3 separate regions of the Mus musculus genome follow, and all the other regions are linked to region 1. Evidence: chromatin contacts called from public HiChIP or PLAC-seq data. All regions are on one chromosome and are shown on one strand. The core of a region is the stretch at or near the end of the contact, and the rest is flanking DNA. Distances in the headings are between cores, read along the strand shown. Region 1 has its middle 30 kb from the start of Mir146. Region 2 has its middle 51 kb from the start of Atp10b. Region 3 has its middle 23 kb from the start of Atp10b.

The links. HiChIP or PLAC-seq counts read pairs in DNA pulled down with a chosen protein or histone mark.
Region 2: a contact with region 1 is called in an H3K27ac HiChIP or PLAC-seq map of VIP interneurons, with 2.2 times the contacts expected there. The contact joins two enhancer-like sites. A contact is called at or near these places in 2 of 484 Hi-C or Micro-C datasets (cerebellum and embryonic stem cells) and 2 of 115 datasets of contacts at active chromatin or transcription factors (VIP interneurons and large pre-B cells).
Region 3: a contact with region 1 is called in a FOXA1 HiChIP or PLAC-seq map of pancreatic cancer cells. The contact joins two enhancer-like sites. A contact is called at or near these places in 1 of 15 datasets of contacts at CTCF or cohesin (large pre-B cells) and 2 of 115 datasets of contacts at active chromatin or transcription factors (large pre-B cells and pancreatic cancer cells).

Annotation. Positions count from the first base shown.
Region 1 is chr11:43,343,044-43,346,681 of GRCm38.p6, forward strand. No RefSeq gene overlaps it. Among named protein-coding and RNA genes, the nearest start is that of Mir146, 30 kb to the right of the region's middle. Within about 2 kb of position 1,833, at least 46 of the 459 cell types and tissues checked have an H3K27ac peak or open chromatin away from gene starts, as enhancers often do. A contact at or near this core is called in VIP interneurons and pancreatic cancer cells, where this site is marked.
Region 2 is chr11:43,097,357-43,100,994 of GRCm38.p6, forward strand. It overlaps a transcript of Atp10b not described here. Among named protein-coding and RNA genes, the nearest start is that of Atp10b, 51 kb to the right of the region's middle. Within about 2 kb of position 1,910, at least 18 of the 459 cell types and tissues checked have an H3K27ac peak or open chromatin away from gene starts, as enhancers often do. A contact at or near this core is called in VIP interneurons, where this site is marked.
Region 3 is chr11:43,125,163-43,128,800 of GRCm38.p6, forward strand. It overlaps a transcript of Atp10b not described here. Among named protein-coding and RNA genes, the nearest start is that of Atp10b, 23 kb to the right of the region's middle. Within about 2 kb of position 1,634, at least 24 of the 459 cell types and tissues checked have an H3K27ac peak or open chromatin away from gene starts, as enhancers often do. A contact at or near this core is called in pancreatic cancer cells, where this site is marked.

The DNA of each region.
Region 1 (3,638 bases), core at 583-3,082:
TGAAGAGCCAGAAGACGTTTATTTGCTCCATCCGACTCATCTGAGTTGTAAAAGCTAATTCATCTCTCACAAGCCATTTCCAAGAAAACGGGTGAAGTCCTTACATTGAAAAGAGCAAACTACAGGAGGGTGTGGAGAGAGGAGATATCAAATAAGACTAAAGTATAAGAGTGTGTGTGTGTGTGTGTGTGTGTGTGTGTGTGTGTGAGAGAGAGAGAGACAGACAGACAGACAGACAGACAGACAGAGACAGAGAGAGACAGAGTAAGGGCATAAGAATGTTGGAATCTCACTATCCTCTACTATCAGAGTCACCTAGAGGCGAACACCAGATTGGGAGCACTAGAGAAAGGGCGAATAAAGAATTCAACTCACTTTTTGAGGACGGTATTTTTGGTTAATTGGGAGCTATAGTGAGTTCAAGAAAAAGAATTAGGGGTTGCAGTTGATCTGTTAGTCCAAGCAAGACACGGTAGTAGTTTCAGAAGGAGTCAGAGTCATAAAAGGGAAAGGTGGGCAGGTTAAAAATATGTCTGAGTCAAGTAATCAACGCAAGGCTAAGCACAGCATTGCAAGCGGGGAAGAGATACGAGATTTCGACAAAGTCTCTGACTTATTTAACTGCATTGTGGTTGCTGTTCAATGAGGTAAGAAACATCAGAAAGCACAGATGGGTGATTGCAGGCTCACTCTCAAAATGCTGATTTCAAGACATCCAAATGGTGAAGTCAGGTATTCCATTTGCAGCTGGTAGGAAACAGACGTGACTTTTGTATTTAAATGTGATGCATGGAAACAGAGGGGAAAGTTGGGCCTGACTAAAGGCACACTCCTTTTAATGGAAGCACTTGTGAAGCAGAGGCAGAAAGATATTGGTCAGGTCAAGGTCAGCCTGGTTTACATACTGAGTTTCCCCAGGCTAGTTAGGTAACACACAGTGAGCTCTTGTCTCGGGTAAGAAAAAGGGGGGAGGAGGAGGAGGAGGAGGAGGAGGAGGAGGAGGAGGAGGAGGAGGAGGAGGAGGAGGAGGAGGAGAGGAGGGGAGAAAAAGGAGGAGGAGAGGGAGGAAGAGGAGGAGGAGGAGTGGAAAGAAGTGCTTGGCTTAGCTAGGGTTATATCGTTAGGAGAGAGAATACAATGTGAGAGGAAACAAGGTCCTGGGACCACATGTAGTGGCCAAGAAGGTGAACCTCTAGAGAAACATGAGGGAAATCCAGGCACAGAAAAATTGCAGAATGGCATCAACCCCAGAGCCTTTTCCAAACATTAATTCCTCCCTTGGTCCTGTTTCTTGAGCATTTGCACACAAGGTTTGAAATAGACCACCAATTTCTGGAAGAAAAAAAAAAAATCTGTTTTCCTTCAGGCCTTGGCTATTTCAGCATGACAGCTTTTGGCCTTGACTAAGCCTGTAGCCCCTGGAGATCCCAAGCTGCCCTCTGTGTTAAGAATCCTCGCAGCCAGAAGGCCATATGCAGCCCCAGACCTTACCATGGGTCACTATAAAGACATAGCCCTGGGCTTCGCAGTCTCTAAGACAACCAGAGACCTGGGTTCCTCTGCCCACCGTGCCTCCATTTCCTATGGTCCTGTAAGGAAGGCAGAGCCATATAGATAATACAAGCCTCAGTGTGCCAGCTACTCTCTGCCCTTGATTCTATGTCCCTGCACTTGGCTGCATGCAGCCAGCTCACCAGACTATTACATCTGCTCCCAGTATTGATGCGACATGCAGCAATTTGCTTTGAAAATCAACGTCTGAGGATTGGAGGGTTTGTCTGAAGTGCAGACCCGGCGCTCTGCTGAAAGGGTACAGCTGACTCACAACGCTTTCGTTTGTTTGGTTTACCCAGTCAGACGCACGCACCCCACCGGCCCTGCCCAGCATGCATGATCTGTGAGTCTCCTCTGGAGTTTGATTTGGGAGGATAATAAGCTACACAAAGGAGCAGATAACCAGAGGGGCTTACTTGCTGTCTGAAGGGTTTATATTTAGCTTGTGACTGGGCAGCTGTCAGGATGTGGCAATCACCCTTGGGAAACATAGTCCTGGGGGAACACAAAGGCGGGGCAGGACTAGGACAGGAAGAGGATATGGAGGGTTTAAACTGTTTAGGGACACAGGAAAGAGGACCAGACCAAATGTACCATATAAGCTATTATCTGGGGACAGTATTTTGGATACTTGAAGCACAGAATACAGACACAGCGAACACAAAATAGTGAACAAGAGGCATTTTCCCCAATGTTCTGTAAATGGCCCGCACAGAGAAATTCGAGGTCCCTTTGTCTTTCCTTCCCAGCTACACTCTATGATGAGCAGCCAGCAGAGCAGGTGGCTCCAAAAGCCTGTGTTCGCATGCAGATCTCATATGAGCTCAGAAGCCATCTCCCCTTGCTAAACAATGGAAATGCTGGAAAAGATAATCTGAAAGACATCAAAATTCTTCCCCAGCAAAGACAAGGAGAGTAACCTGAAGGGCACAGGTGGGGTCAACAGGAACCTGCCCATTATAGATGCCTGGGTCAGTTATCACAGGATGCTCTGCACTTGTTAAAGGTTCAGGGCTGATGCCATCCAAAACAAACAAACAAACAAAAACAGTGGTCAATGTTTTTTATTTAATTTAATTACATTTCTCCCCTCCCTTTCCTACCTCCAAGCCCTCCCCACTCTCCCTCAAATCTATGTCCTCTTTTTCACTAATTGTCATTACATGTATTAGATAGATAGATAGATAGATAGATAGATAGATAGATAGATAGATAGATAGATAGATTGATAGATAGATAGATAGATAGATAGATAGATAGATAGATAGATAGATAGATAGATAGATAGAACGTATTCAGGAATGCAACCTGTTTAGCTAGTCTGATTAATTGTATGTGTGTTTACAGGGCTGGCAGTGTGGCACTTGGCAACCATCTGGTATGCTCTTCCCTGGGGAGGTCCACCCCATCCCACTCTCTGCTTTATTCAGGTGCCTAGAGCTCTTTATGTGGGGCTGAGACTTCATGGGCTTTCCCCTATCCAATCTGTCATGTCCACTGGTGCCATCCTTGTTCAGCTCACACTTGGACAGTCTTAGTGGTGAGACTTCATGAGTACAGCTTCTGATATTACTAGGAGACACAATCTTAGATCAAAGTCCCTGATCCCCTGGCTCTTGCAATCTTTCTGCCCCCTCTTCACAATGCTCTCTCAGCCTTACACGTGGGAGGATTTTGTAGATGTATCCACAGGGACTGGAGTCCACAAACCTGCACTTTGATTGGCTGAGGGTTTTTTGTAGTGGTCTCCATATGTTCCAAACAGCACTTTCCTTGATGTAAAGACTACAGTTACCTGTAGGTATAAGAACAAATGTTTTTCGATTTTTAGGGAGTGTGCTGGTTTAGTAAATTAATGGTTCTAGACTCTTCTCCAGTTAACCAAGACTCTAACCAGCACTGAGTCTTTAGCTAGATTAGGCTAGCTAGTAGTTAGCTGTATTAGACATGAATTCCTTCTTGTTGAGCCTTGGACTTGTCTTAAATCCAACTGGAGACCTGATGGTTACTGCCAAGGCATGTGTGCCACTACTGCCCCCTTAGGGTTACCACGCCATGCTGGTTGTTGATGCGGCTCATTCGTG
Region 2 (3,638 bases), core at 660-3,159, 250 kb before region 1:
ATGCTGTCCTACTAGGGCACATTTAAGAATATAAAATATATCTAGAATAGAGTGAGGAGCCATTCAACTATTAGAAAGCAGTTTGTGGCAAAGTCATGCCAGCAGCAGAATGGAGGATGGTTCTGGAACCAAACAGAAATAAAGGAAACCTCTGGGGCTAAATCTGGGTGATAGATTAGATAAAAACTAAATGGCTTCAGGGCTAAATGGATATGAGTTCTGGATCTTTAGTGGACCTAGAACCAACAGCACTTATTAACATTCTGCTGGCATGACTTTGCCACAAACTGTCTTCTAACATTTGAATGGCTCCTCACTATATTCTAGATATATTTATGCAAGAGGGCTGGGTATATGGGTCATTCCGCAAGTTCTTACCACACAAGCAGAAGGACCTGAGTTTGGTTCCCTAGCACTCATGTAAAACTCCTAGGTAGTATGGCTGCATGTAACCATAATCCTAGCCACAGGGAAGAGGAGGCAGGCAGATCCTTGGGCCTTGCTGGCCAGCTAATCTAGATAAATCTGTGAACCCCAGATTCAACTCATAAAGTAATGGAGATAGTTTGATTTATAAAAGATATGAGAGAGAAAAAGAGAGGGGGGAAGGAAGTAAGAAAGGAAGGAAGGAAGGAAGGAAGGAAGAAAGGAAGGAAGGACATACTTCACAGTCAACCTTTGCACTAAACACATATACATACATACATACATACATACATATGCATACATACACACATGCATACATACATACAAAGGTCCTTCTCTGTATTGGAGGGCTAATTGTGCCAACAGTAGGCTTTATCTAGTAAATGGTAATGAAGAATTATTAAAATAAGGCTAAGGGAAGACTTGTAGAAACAGAGTTTAGGAGCATAGTATTGAAATGACAGCTTGATTATACAGAGAGAAGAAACTAACCCCAGTTGCTTCTTGCTGCTAGGAGCATTTCCTCAGAGCATTCTTGATTGTCCTCTAGGAGGACACTGAGGTCTAAGAAGACTGAAATCAATCATAGATCTAAAACCGCCATGTGTTACTTCTCTAACATGAATCTTGCACCTTCCATATGTCAACCTTCCAAGTAAGTAAAGTAGCCTTGAACACAGTCCCGAAATATGGCTACTCTTTCATATGCAGTCCAAGAAGCACCAAAGTAACCCAGATTTGGGTTCATTCTACCTAACTCAGTGCATGGTGTCAAGATAAATCATTCAACTTCTGAGGGTATCTGTCTAGGCATCTGTAAAGCACATGATGTAGTAAGAGTTAGAGATTATTTATACAAGGGGCCAAATGCAGGGCCAAGGCCAGAGTAGGCACTCACTTGGCAGAGATCATTTAATGGGAAATCCATCAACCCTGCTAACTTCAAATATTCTATCAATTAACATGGCTAACGAATATTCTCCTATAATCCTGGGAGAAGCATGTAAGCTCCCTGGCTATGAAATCTCAAGCTTGAGAAAGGATAGGGAAAGTCCTACGTATGATTCTGGTCCTGATGCTGCTTAGAAAATTCAGGCTGAGTCACTTGGGATGATTATCTAGATGGTTCTCCTACTTTGCAGAGCACTTTTGCAGAAGCCAGGTCGTTGGGCGGGGCACCCCCTCTCTGCAGGCAGCAGAGGCAGGAGGCAAGAGAATCAGAGAGCTCTTGGTTTGTGCTATACTGCCAGCGCTTTTTCTTTGTACTGAGCGACTGTGTGAAGGGTGGATGAAGGGTATTTGGTTTTAATTGGGAAATGCTATCAATTGTCCTAGGCTCATTTAAAAATCCATTAGTATCAGGAAGTGGACAGATTAAGCAATGAGGAAAGGAAAAGAAAAAAGCTGTCAGTACCCTGCTTTGTAGGGAACATACAGTCTGTCTAAGCTTCACCAGTGAGGGCTGCTGCTGAATGCTAAGAAGCTGCAAAAGTCAATTTCAAGAGGCTGGGAAGGGAGAGTAGGTGTCTGGGCCAATTCATATGAAGTCCTAAGCAAGCTTGTTGTTCTCACAGCTTCCGAAGATGATATTGCCAAGATCCACACTACATATGTCAGACCCTTGCAGCTGTTTCCGGCAGCATGGTGGCTGAGCCATCCAGCTGTAAGCCACTCAACACCTGCAGATAGCTTTCCCTTTGTTCCCTCCTTACTTAGCAAGTTCTGAACCAGGCTGTCTACCCTTTTGTGCCTGGAGGAATGGCAGTCTGGAGACAACACACAGGCTGTAGAAATGTGCTGGAAGATGAACGAGAGAGGAGGAAAGAAGGGAAGATCATAACTTGGAAGAAGGCTTAGCCATGCAAGCAAGAGGACCTGAGTTCAAACCCCAGAACCATGTTAAAAAGCTGGGTGTGGTGGTGTATTTTTGGAATCCTAATGCTGCTGAGATGGAGACAAGTAGACCCCTGGAGCTCTCTAGCTGACTAGTCAGCCTAGAATAATCAACAAGCTCCATAAAAGTTAAAGATACTCTCTTCTAAAACGAGATATGGGTTTATTAAGTAAGATACTTGAAGTTGAACTCAGACTTTCAGATTCAAACACATGCACACATGTGCACACATACACAAGATAAATGAAGGTACGGAAACAACTGGAAAGGATGAATAGGAGGGCTATGTGTTCATTTTGTAGCATTTATATAATAAAGCAGCACAAATGAGATGTATTAACAGAAATAGATTCTCTTGGGCTACGTAGGCTAGAAATCGGAAATCAAGGTGTCAATGGGACTAGGCTCCTTGCTCTTCCAGCTGTGCTGAGGTAGATGCCTTTTGCTGGGGTACCAAGCATCACTCTCATGTTTGTCTCTGCCTTCTCATGGCCATGTCCCTTCTCTTCCTATGACCATCTATTCCAGTAGTGCTCAACTTTCCTAATGCTGTGACCCTTCAATAGTTCCCCACGTTGTCATGACACCCAACCACAAAATTGTTTTCATTGCTACTTCATAACTACAAGTTTGCTAGGGTTATGAGTCGTAGTGTAAATATCTATGTTTTCTAACGGTTTTGTTGTTGTTGTTGTTGTTGTTGTTTGGGTTTGGGGGTTTGTTGTTGTTGTTGTTGTTGTTTTTGAGACAGGGTTTCTCTGTATAGCTCCGGCTGTCCTGGAACTCACTTTGTAGACCAGGCTGGCCTCGAACTCAAGAAATCTGCCTGCTTCTGCCTCCCAAGTGCTGGGATTAAAGGCATGCGCCACCACTGCCCGGCGCCTACCCCTGTGAAAGGGTTATTCAGCACTCAAAGGGGTCATGACTTACAGGTTGAAAAACATTGCTCTGCTCTTTTTATAAAGGCACATTACACTGGGTTAGAGTCTACCTCAATCCTTCATCTTAACTTGATTACATTTTCAAAGTTCCTTTCCAAAATAAGGTTCCTTTCACAGCCACAGAGAGTTAAGAAGTGAAGCACACTCCAGGAAACACAAGCGAACACACTCCAGGCTGTTTAGAAGCCTTCTGTCTGCATAACGGTCCAGCATAATGGCACAGGGAAGATTAGACAAGTACTGGTGGAGAACTCGTGGCAGTAGTTGAAGACCATGATGGGGCTTATCCCAGTGGAATTGTTGGGAGCCTAGAAGATTACTGCATCCCCTTGATCACAGGAAAGTTTACTCAGTACTGCCACTTACCACTGTGTGGG
Region 3 (3,638 bases), core at 384-2,883, 220 kb before region 1:
AATCACACAAAGGCACATGCATATGCTTTACTCCAAGCACAACCATATTAGAGATCTAACCGTGCCCATTTTTATATCTCCAAATCCTATTTTCCCTTTGTCTAAAACCCAACACAGTGGAGACTAGAGGGCTGGAAAGTCATTTTCCAGAGGACCCTGATGTGGTTCCAGCACCCATCTCAAGCATCACCAACATCTCTGAAACTCCGGCACTAAACAATCCAATGCTCTCTTCTGGTGTCTGAAGGCACCTGCATACGTACAGCAAAACCAAAGATACACACTCATACATAAAAGTAAAAATTAAAAAAAGTCATGTAAACAAATCATTACCAGGATTATTCCAGAAGTTTTAACCTTCCATGAGAACAGAACTGCCATACCCACGACTCTCTGTATATTCTGAAGCATTCAATGCTGTGGTTTAAACAGATACACACACACACACACACACACACACATACACACACACACACACATACACACACACACACACATACACACACACACACACATACACACACACACACACATACACACACACACACACACATACACACACACACACATACACACACACACACACATACACACACACACACACACACACACACACACACTCACACACACACACATACACACACACACACACACACACACGCACACACACACACACACACACAGGCTCAGCCCATAAAACCACAGTTGCCAACTTTTCTACATCTAACTGTTTATTTTATGAGTGAGTGTGTAGCCAACCTGTCCTTATAGAAGCAGAAAAGAATTCAGGATACCCTTGGAACTAAAGTTTCAAATGATTGTAAACCACTTTGTGGATGCTAAAACTCAAACCTGTGCCTCTTGTAAAAGCAGCAAGGGCTTTTAACTGTTAAGGGCCCCACCCACCTTGTCTCTCTTTTGAGACAAGATCTCACCCAGCCTGGTTAACATGACTCACAGAAACTTCCCTATATTTGCATTCCAGGTACTGGTATTAAAGATGTGAAGCCCTGGTTTGTTTGATTTGTAGGCGGAGGGAGGCGAGAGGAGTGAGGGGGGGGGGGGGCTCTTTGCTTGTAAATAATGTCTGTACACACATACTTCTGAGGAAACCCATTTACAATGGCTTACTCAATGCAACCAGCTCTCATCGGAGGGAACCGGCACCAAGCCAGTATAATCAACAGTCATAAGAAAGGGCAATGTACTGAGTCACAAGATGGAATTGGTTTTGAGTGCATGGCTTTGGAAATGAATATGCACATCCCATGCTTCTCTGCCAAAGTAGCACAGTTGACCAGAAAAGAAAAACCTACTTCTGGGGGGAAAAAATTAAAAAGAGATATGGTATGGTGTTGTGTCCGGCCAGCAGATCACAACATGGGTTCTAGCCTGGAAAGGCATTTTGGAAACCTGGAAGAGAAGAGGGGCTAGGTGGCGAGATAAAGAAATGTAGCTAAGACAGTCATTCTGATCAAAGCTCAATTTTTACTGTTGCAACACTCAGTTATGAAGGAAGGGGGAGGGGACCCGATTCCCGCCGAATAATCTCGGAGTCCAGTAGTAGGGTAAGCACGTGGTGGCACCAACAGAAAAGCGACACGGCCCGCAGTGGGCGTGGCAGAACGAATGAGCAGGAAGCTCCACCCCTGAGCAAGCAGGTTTCAGGCTGGGGGAGGGGAGACTACAGTATGGCATCCAGAAAAGACTTCTCAACAGGAGCAAAAAGCGATTCAGCCTCTTCAGGAGGAAGAGTCAGGACACAGGACACAAGACTCAGGACACAGCTGCAAACAGTGTAGGAGCCAATGAAGCATCAGGGGAGTTAGACATAGGCAGCTGCAATGAGGCCCTAAGGGGGAGAGAGCAAGCATTTGGGTTCAAAGAAAAGAGTTTTTAGGAGGGAGGGTGCAGATACTATGACAATGGTCTTCAAGAGAAAGAACCTTCAGTTTTCTTCATTTCTGAGAATATTGGAACAGATAAAGTCACCATGGAAAGCATCATGGATCCTAAAAAGAGACATCCTTCTATTCCTGAGAAATAAAGGCAATCCCTTAACCTTATAGGTTTGGGACAGAGGAGGAGTTCTTTTTTTTTTTTAATATATCTTTTTTTAATATTTTTATTAGGTATTTTCCTCATTTACATTTCCAATGCTATCCCAAAAGTCCCCCATACCCCCCCCCACTCCCCTACCCACCCACTCCCACTTTTTGGCCCTGGCGTTCCCCTGTACTGGGGCATATAAGGTTTGCAAGTCCAATGGGCCTCTCTTTCCAGTGATGGCCGACTAGGTCATCTTTTGATACATATGCAGCTAGAGTCAAGAGCTCCGGGGAACTGGTTAGTTCATAATGTTGTTCCACCTATAGGGTTGCAGATCCCTTTAGCTCCTCTGCCAAACTTTTTGCGGCCCACTTGGTATCACACGCCTTTAATCCCAGCACTCAGGAGGCAGAGAGAGGTGGATTTCTCAGTTCGAAGCCAGCCTGGTCTACAGAGTGAGTTCCAGGACAGCCAGGACTTTACAGAGAAACCCTGTCTCGGGAAAAAAAAAAAAAAAAAAAAAAAAAAAAAAAAAAAAAAAACCAAAAACCAAAAAAAAAAAAAAACAAAACAAAAAACCAGACTCAACCAGACATAGGGCAAAGCCAGCCTTTTCTTCCATTCCAAACCCAGCAGCCTCACCTTGCCCACTGAATGCTAGCATCAAAACATACACTCGCAGCGTCACTGTCCAGTGTGATATTTTCCTGGCCAGCTTCTCAAGCCTCATGGGTGTGGCTTCCAACCTAGGTCCTGCCTTTGTGAAGTGTGCAGTCTGAGGGGAGATTCTTCATTTCCCAGTTTCTTCATTTGTACAGATGAAAAGGATTGTTCTTTTTTTAATTCCAAGGATTCTTCCAAGGATGAAATAAGCTAATACTTATAAGTAGTTTATTTTGATAGCATCTCAACAAGTTTATTACTATAAAGAATGTGCTCCACATACAAAAAAAAGTTTCAGTTTTGGCACTATCTCACATCCAATGAGGACTTGAACTTCCAACAGGAGAAATCAATTCTTTGAGATGAAGACTCTTTTCTACAGAGAGAAAAATGAGACCAGAAGAGTGAGTAAACTATACAAAAGATGTAGAAACATAGGCACACACACACACACATGTCCCCTGGAGATACATCCATCCAACTTGACCTTCATCCAACTGATCAGACTGGGTTTTGGTTTTTTGGGTTTTTTTTATGGTTTATCATTAATATTTTTCATTTTAAATTAATAAAATTTGTTTTAAAACATACAACTCAGTATTTTTCATCTTTTAAGTCATCAAAATAATTTAAAATAGTTAAATACCTTTAAATATATATGATATCTTCTGAAGCTAAAAGTAATATGCACTCAGCCAGTTTTTAAACTCTATTTGGAGCATTAAGCATGCTAGTAGAAAAACTCTCTTATGAAATTCTCTATGAAAGGAAAATGTGACAGGTTCCTGATTAGACAGAAACTGTGCCATCTCCAAGAGAGAATATACAGTGTATTTGTGGCTTCATAGAATGAATTGGGTAGTGTTCCTTCTGTTTCTATTTTGTGGAATAGTTTGAAGAGTATTGGTATTAGGTCTTCTTGGAAG